2 separate regions of the Drosophila melanogaster genome follow, and region 1 is linked to region 2. Evidence: chromatin contacts called from public Hi-C data. All regions are on one chromosome and are shown on one strand. Each heading gives the region's core, a stretch centred on a gene start, on an enhancer-like site or on the middle of the called end of the contact. The rest is flanking DNA. Distances are from core to core; before and after follow the strand shown.

The links. Hi-C and Micro-C count contacts between places; a contact is called where the count stands out from the background.
Region 1: a Hi-C map of the Kc167 cell line shows a contact between it and region 2, with 3 times the contacts expected there. The contact joins the promoter of Rubicon here to the promoter of Caf1-180 in region 2. A contact is called at or near these places in 1 of 1 datasets of contacts at CTCF or cohesin (the Kc167 cell line), 26 of 107 Hi-C or Micro-C datasets (the Kc167 cell line, the ML-DmBG3-c2 cell line, the S2 cell line and 8 more) and 4 of 6 datasets of contacts at active chromatin or transcription factors (the Kc167 cell line and the S2 cell line).

Annotation. Positions count from the first base shown.
Region 1 is chrX:8,675,162-8,678,556 of dm6, reverse strand. It overlaps Rubicon (rubicon,), which reads right to left and starts at 1,494. Exons shown (of 4, transcript NM_001272419.2): 1 at 1,093-1,494; 2 at 1-666. The coding sequence starts at 1,350.
Region 2 is chrX:8,604,469-8,608,017 of dm6, reverse strand. Caf1-180 (Chromatin assembly factor 1, p180 subunit) reads left to right here and starts at 1,714. Exons shown (of 3, transcript NM_132267.5): 1 at 1,714-3,549. The coding sequence starts at 1,830.

The DNA.
Region 1 (3,395 bases), core at 245-2,744, 71 kb before region 2:
CTTTATGTCATCACAGTTGATCAGCTGAATGCGTCTGGGACTGTCGTGGGACGAACAAGAACTGGTAGATGGGGCATCCAAGTGATCCTCCCTCAGCTTGTGGCTTCTGGAGCTGCTGAATGTTTGGCAACGCCGTCTGAAGGCTGCTCTATCGTCCAGCTCCTCGTCCTCCTGACTTAAATTTGGTAGGCTCTTCAATCGCCGCAGGAAGATGCGTTTCTGCAGTCTCTCCTCCGGCACCGCTTGCAGTTTGGGCGATATGCTAAAGTTCGGCTGTGAGCAAGTGCGTCGGTGGCGCACCTGATGCCTAACCTCCAGCTGGCTTAGCAGTCCGCTCTGATTGAGCTGGACAGCCGTTAGGCAAACGAACAAGGCGGTGGCATCACCGGATCGTCGCAGGAAGGCTTCCTCGCTGGGATAGTACAGCTCCATTAGCTCCGGATCGGAGACCAGCGTCTGCAGGCACTGCGAAAGGCAACGGGCACGCAGGCAGCGGGTAGTCCACTCGCCGAGAAACTCCTCGACTCCGTTGACCATTGACGCACTGTCTCGGGCGGCGTAATCCGGTCGATAAGGCTGCGGTTTGGTCTGCTGTTGCTGTTTTCCCGCACTGGCCAGCAGAAACTCAAAGTCGTCCGCCAGTCGGCGAAGTTCCACGGGCTGCAACTGATAAGAATGGAGAGTGAGGCGTTGCATAAATACAATTCGATTGCAAAACAATGGGGAAAGTCTACGACACGCGCGCAGCGAGTAGCTGATACTCTCTTTATGTGGGACAGACATTCAGGGAAATTCATTTGAATACATATGTAAATGTTTATATCATATTTGATTGCTTACTGCAAAGAGCTGATTGCATAGACTTTAGAGACTCCCCTACTTTATAATTAGTTATTGGGGTATTAGGTTCACTTGATTCTGTAGAAATATTTACCACTTGAGCTGAGTTAAGATGATTTATCTTTAAATTATTCAACTATTGTTTCATAGTGCAAGATGAATGATCAAATCAACATGCCTCGCTCTAAGTGTAGGGTATTCGCCGAGGTGTGTGCGATGCTTTCGGGATTTCCACGGGCAAATGCGACTCACCAGTCCATGCTGCAAAATTCTAGTGCAGCTTTGGGCCAGCAACTGCAGTCCGTCCGTCGATTTGGCCGCACGGAACCAGAAATTCGTTGACCTTCGCAGGTCCGCCAGCAGGGAATTCCTCGCTAGCTGCTGTTGTTGTTGTTGCTGCTGCTGCTGCTGCGGATGGTCATGTTGATGATGCAGTGCCTCGCCTGCTGCGTACACCGCGCCTTCAATTGCGTCTGATGCGAGCGTGGGCGGTGGCGGGGGCGTGGTCATGGCTGTGCACACTGTCAAAGGGGCGCGGGGGGGCGGAGCGGTTGCATATTCGCGGTGCGCGATTCAATTGATTCCGAGTAACTTCAGCTTGTTTTGATTGTTTTTTAATGCGATTTTTTTTTGTTATTGTTTGATTCGATAATAATCGATGTGTCCGAGGCCCATCGCCAATCGATACCAAATCTTCGCAGTTTTTCGTTTGCATAGACAGGCGTGCTGCGGTTTGTGTCATGACTACGCCGGCTCTTGTATCCGCTAATAGGCCTTGGAAGTGTTGCTGGGCTGCCGGCAGATGTCGCTCTGTGAACAACACCTGCTGTTCCCACTATTACCGTTATGTGTGTGGGCGTAGTTTTGCGTTTGGAATCCACACTTCTGATTGGTCGAGAGCGTCATGGAGCTGCGCAGTGTGGAATTTTCCAAAATGTCAAAATGCTGGCCACGCCCTTTAAATGGTTTTTGAACTGTTTCATCTTCTTTCTTCTTCGTCGACTGCGCTGATTTGGGAAACACTCTTCTTCTTCTTCTTCTTACTCCTGCTTTATGTGTGTGTTCGTTGGCTTGTTTGTTTGTTTGTTTGTGCTTCGTTTGTCGTATAAGTGATGAGTCAATTAACCCAACATTCCTTTCCTGGAGGCCACATATTGCTTTAATTAAACAGACAAACAAAATTGCAGCAGCAGCAACAACAATATCGCACTACTTTTGCCACCATTTTGTTTCCAGCTCCGCCCACCGCATCCGTTCCACAATTTGTGACTTTTGCCAAATAAATATTTGCATTTATTTTCCACACAAAAGCACACTCGGACACACAAACACGCGCACATCGTATAAACACACGCACACACATGCAACCTTGAAACAAAAGCAAGAAGAAGCACTGTACTGGGCTCTTAATTAAACTTTAATTACTTGTAATTAATAAAGTTGATTGATTTGCTGGCCATAAAATAAACGCGCTTTATTTGCATTTTTTTCTCATGTTTTTTTTTCTTCTGTGCTCTTCTGTTGCCATGTAAATAATGCATTTATAGTTAATGGCGATTTTTTGGTAATATTTGATTGGTTCTGAGTGCTAAATTCTATTCTAATAGTACAGGACTTGGTCTAAAAATCAGAGACGCATTAAAAGCTTTTAGTTTAAACATACATATATTGTTTGGAAACGGTTTTTATTTTTTATTTGAAGAAGTCACAGAGTTTCTCCATTTAATTGATTTTATGCTAGCTCAATGAGTGGTATTTTTAGACGCCTTTAACATTTTGTTGCCAATTCTTTATTCTGCACACAATCTTCCAATCAGTTATACTCAACACTTTTCCAGATAAGCTCTCCTATTCAGCAATTAAAATCCCTTCAGCCGGAATCATTTATTCCTGCATCTTTGTGTAATTATTTCGATTCACCCGAAAAACGCCCGGATATCCCCCTATTCGGGAATCCAAAGTGGCCCCCGAATGTATGCTGCAAATTTGCTTATTAGCTTACAAAAGGTTTTAAGCAATTTCGGGGATTAATTCACTAAGAACAGGAAGGATCTTCTCGAAGATTTTGCATTCCCCAACGAGGACAGGATTAATTGAATTTTGTGTGGGCGTTTCTGCAGGGCAAAATCCTTAAGATAGTGTCCGTAACCCAATTTAGTGATGTCTATTAAACTATTTTTACAAGCAACATAGAAAGCAAACATTTGGTTTTCATTTACTACATCGGAGAATAATAAAGATGAAGTATGGATGTAATCAATTTGATTTCATCTGCTATTCTAAAATAATTAGGGATAAGAAATTGACCGTTGACCAACTCCACCGTTTATATTGCATTGCATTTTTAGTTGTCTATTTCATTTTCCAGCTCTTGGTGTTCGATTTGTAGTAGTCCTCCATTGTGGGTTAATTTTCCTTAAATATTGGCTCACTTTTAGCAGCCATAATTCTTCGTTTTGCGCCCAGACAAATTGCCGACTCGAGGGACACTCATTATCCTCTGTCCGCAAACATATCGTCCTGACCACGACGAGGATGATGAAGGTGATGATTGG
Region 2 (3,549 bases), core at 465-2,964:
CAAGGACGCTACAGGATACTGGTTACCGGGTACCGGGTACTGGGTACTCGGTATACCGCACCCGTTCACACGCATGACCGAATTCCCATTTTACGCCCCGTCTCTTCCGGGGCCATCGGTCGTGGGCCAAAAGTCCCAGCGGAATCGATGCGGCATTATTATTATTATCATTATTAAAGGAGTCGATATGTGGCGATGGCAAATCCCGGCCAATGCGTATAATATGCCACATGTCCAACCCACTACATCTGAACCCTCCCCCACCCCTCTGATTTTGTTGTATATATGTACATACATATATATTTAATTTTTCCAAAGAAGCCACAAGCGGCGACCGCAATTTGTATCTCATGTGAATTGGATTGCACATGTCAGTATTAGTCATCAAGATTTGCACTTTAGGGCCGTTGCAAGTGTTTTGTTTAAAAAAAAAATAATACTAATAGTTAGTACCCACAAATCACTTAAATATGTATCAATTCTATCTGATTATTATCTCACACCAGATTAATCAAATCATTACTTTTCTTTTGAGTTTACAAGCTAGGAGTACTTCATGGGATAATAAATCCAATGCATCGAAGTGCAATTGCAATCAGAATTATGCGCATGCACACAGTATATATGTATGTATAATCACAGAGTAGTTGGCGCCCCCAAATCCATCACCTCCTCCTCCTCTCTCCCCCCCCCCCCCCCCTTTGAGCTGTGTGTACGTGTTGGCCTATTGAAACAAATTGTAATTAAATGAAATGTATTCCAGGCCGCTGCGACGCAGGCTGCAGCCGGAGGCAGGATCTCTCATTCTCCCTCGGTTTGGGTCACCATGTCAACCAGGTCGCCAGGTGGAAAGGGGTCAACAGTGGCTATGACTGTGGCCGCAAGCATTTTTCCACTTATCCGGGATTAGCAAAAATGCCACATTAAACTAAGTAAACAATTATCGACAGTGGGGCGATATTTGTTAGCTGCATCAAAAGGTAACAATAACTACGTACCCAATCAACCTGATAGCTTGCAGAAATGGAATAAACTTGGGAAGACGACAGTATTTAATTGTATTTAATTATTCACAAAAAGCTCGCCCAGGGTGCACAACAATTAGCATTGTGTACTTTCGCTTGCATGAGTAGTTTTCAATGTCTATTTCAATTTTATTGCTCACTGTTCTGGAAAAGAAATTAATAACAAAACATTAAGAAAACGGCATTGACTCTAATTTGATATTCTTGTAAACAATATAAACTATTAAAAGAAATAAATCTTACAAATCTTACAAAGACATTTTTAAGTTTCTCCACTTCGCTATTTATGTTTTAAAGTCTCCACAATTAAGCTAAGCCAATAAAAAGGACACAAGGATATTCCTCTTTCTTATCTAAGTTCCCCACCTCCTCCGATCACAGTTTAATTCTCCAATTTGCCATAGTTTAATTCTCCAATTTGCCATAGTTTGACTCTTCACTTTGCCATATTAAAGACTTCTACCAAGACTAAAGTCTCCACTGAAACAATCAAAGGATTAGTGGGTAAAATTATCCACGGGAATAATCTACTACCACTAATCCTTTGATTATGGAGACTTTAGCCGTATGCAGGATCACTCTTATCATAGTTTTCCACCACTCGATCGCTTGCCAACACTGATGCACATTATATCGATCTATCGAGCGCGCGATCGGATCTATTGGCGGCAAAGCGCAACCGCAACTGCCATCGCTAGTGTGTTTTCACCGCCTTTTTTATTAAGCGAATAACAAGTGAAGATTTGCTGGGGGAAAACAGGAGCCGCAGGAAACAGGAAACAGGCAGACAGAGAGTACAGCAGAATGCACGCTGGCGTTGTTAAGACGCCGCTCAGCGGCAGGAAAAAAGATGCGGCTGTGCCGGCCAAATCAGCGGAAAAGACGGCCAGCGGTGGCAAGAAGTTCGTGCAGACGCGTTTGCCCTTTAAGTTATTAACGCCAGGCGGTGGGGCGGTGCCCACATCCTCCTCCTCCTCATCGTCCCCCGCCACTATCGGCTCTGGCCCCGTCACTGTAATCCTGGATGAGGACGATCCCGCTCCGCGCAAGCGAAAACTTTCGTACGACGATGAGTCGCCATCGGAGGGCACTGGCTGCTCTACGGGGCAACTGCGACGTTCGACCAGCAAGGAGAATCTGGATCTGGCCAGTTCCATAGCCACTAAAAAGGTCAAGACCACGGATTCGGTAGTGGAAGATGTCATAGAACTGGATGAGGACGAGGCCGACAAGGAGATAGAGGACCAGGATCAGTTGGTAGAGGCCAAGTCCTCCAAGGAGGTCAAGTTGAAGCCCAAGAAGTCGGAGGGCAAGAAAGGCTCGCCGGCACCCATACAAATCAAGCTGCCATTGGTCAACAAACGATCAAAGCGCAGAAAATCCCTGAAGAAATCTGAGGAACCGCTGGAGACTTCGACCGCGGATGTTGCCAAGGGGGACAGCGAGTCCAGCGATGACATAGAGATTATCGCCGAAGAACTGAACCCCCAGAAGAGGCAAAAAGTACAAACGCCGCGTGAGAAATCCCCAGAAAACAGCTCTACAAGCGGCAAGCACACGGAGGAGGTCATGCAGAAGAATGGAAAGGACTCAAAGAAGCAGGAGGAGTCCATGAAGGCGGTCAAGGAGTCGAAGAAGGAAGAGCCAAAGACCGCAGAACAAAATAAAAAGAACGATCAGGCCACAATAGATCTCTTTATGGGAAAGAAAATGGAAACTAATAAGAAGGATAAACCGGAGGTCAAGACCACAGCTAAAGACAACAAGAAAGATCCACTGATTGCAGAGGATTCCAAACCAAAAGAAGTCCCTAAGAAGGAAACAAGCAAAACCGGAGGAAAAGGCAAGAAGGAGGGAGCAAAACCAGCTGAAAAGAGTAAGAAAGAAGAGAAGGAAGACAGCACAACAAAGTCAAAGAAAGAGAAAGCAGACTCACCTGCAAATAATCAAAAAGAACAACAAATTGGAGTCAAGAAAAAGACTTCTGAACCAGAAGATGCATCGAACTCACACAAATCGGTGACGGCCAAAAAGGATTCCAAGAAAGACGAGGCATCTACTCAAGTTAAGTCGGACAACGAATCTCCGGAAGCAGCAGAAATCTCGATGATCCTCTCGACCAGCGAGGCCAACAGTTCCAGCAGCGAGCACGAGATGGATGCGGATACGGACACCGCGGCCACCGACAGACCCTCCGCCCAAAAGGAGACTCGCCTGAACAGGAAGAGTCTGCCGGAAGTAACCGGCGCCCCGAAGGGTCTTACGCCCAAACAGCAACGACTCATGGAGCAAAGGAAAAAGGCTCGCGAGGAGAAGGAACAAAAGCTGGCGGAGGAGCGTCGCCTCAAGCAACAGGATAAGGAGCACCGCGAGCAGCAAAAGAAACAGGAGCGCGACGAAAAGGAACAGCAGCGGAAGCTGGAGAGGGATCAGAAGGAGCAGCAGAGGAAGATGGAAAAGGAGGAGAAGGAGCGCAAGCGACAGGCGGAGGTGGACTCCAAGAACGAGGAGAAGCGCAAGCGCA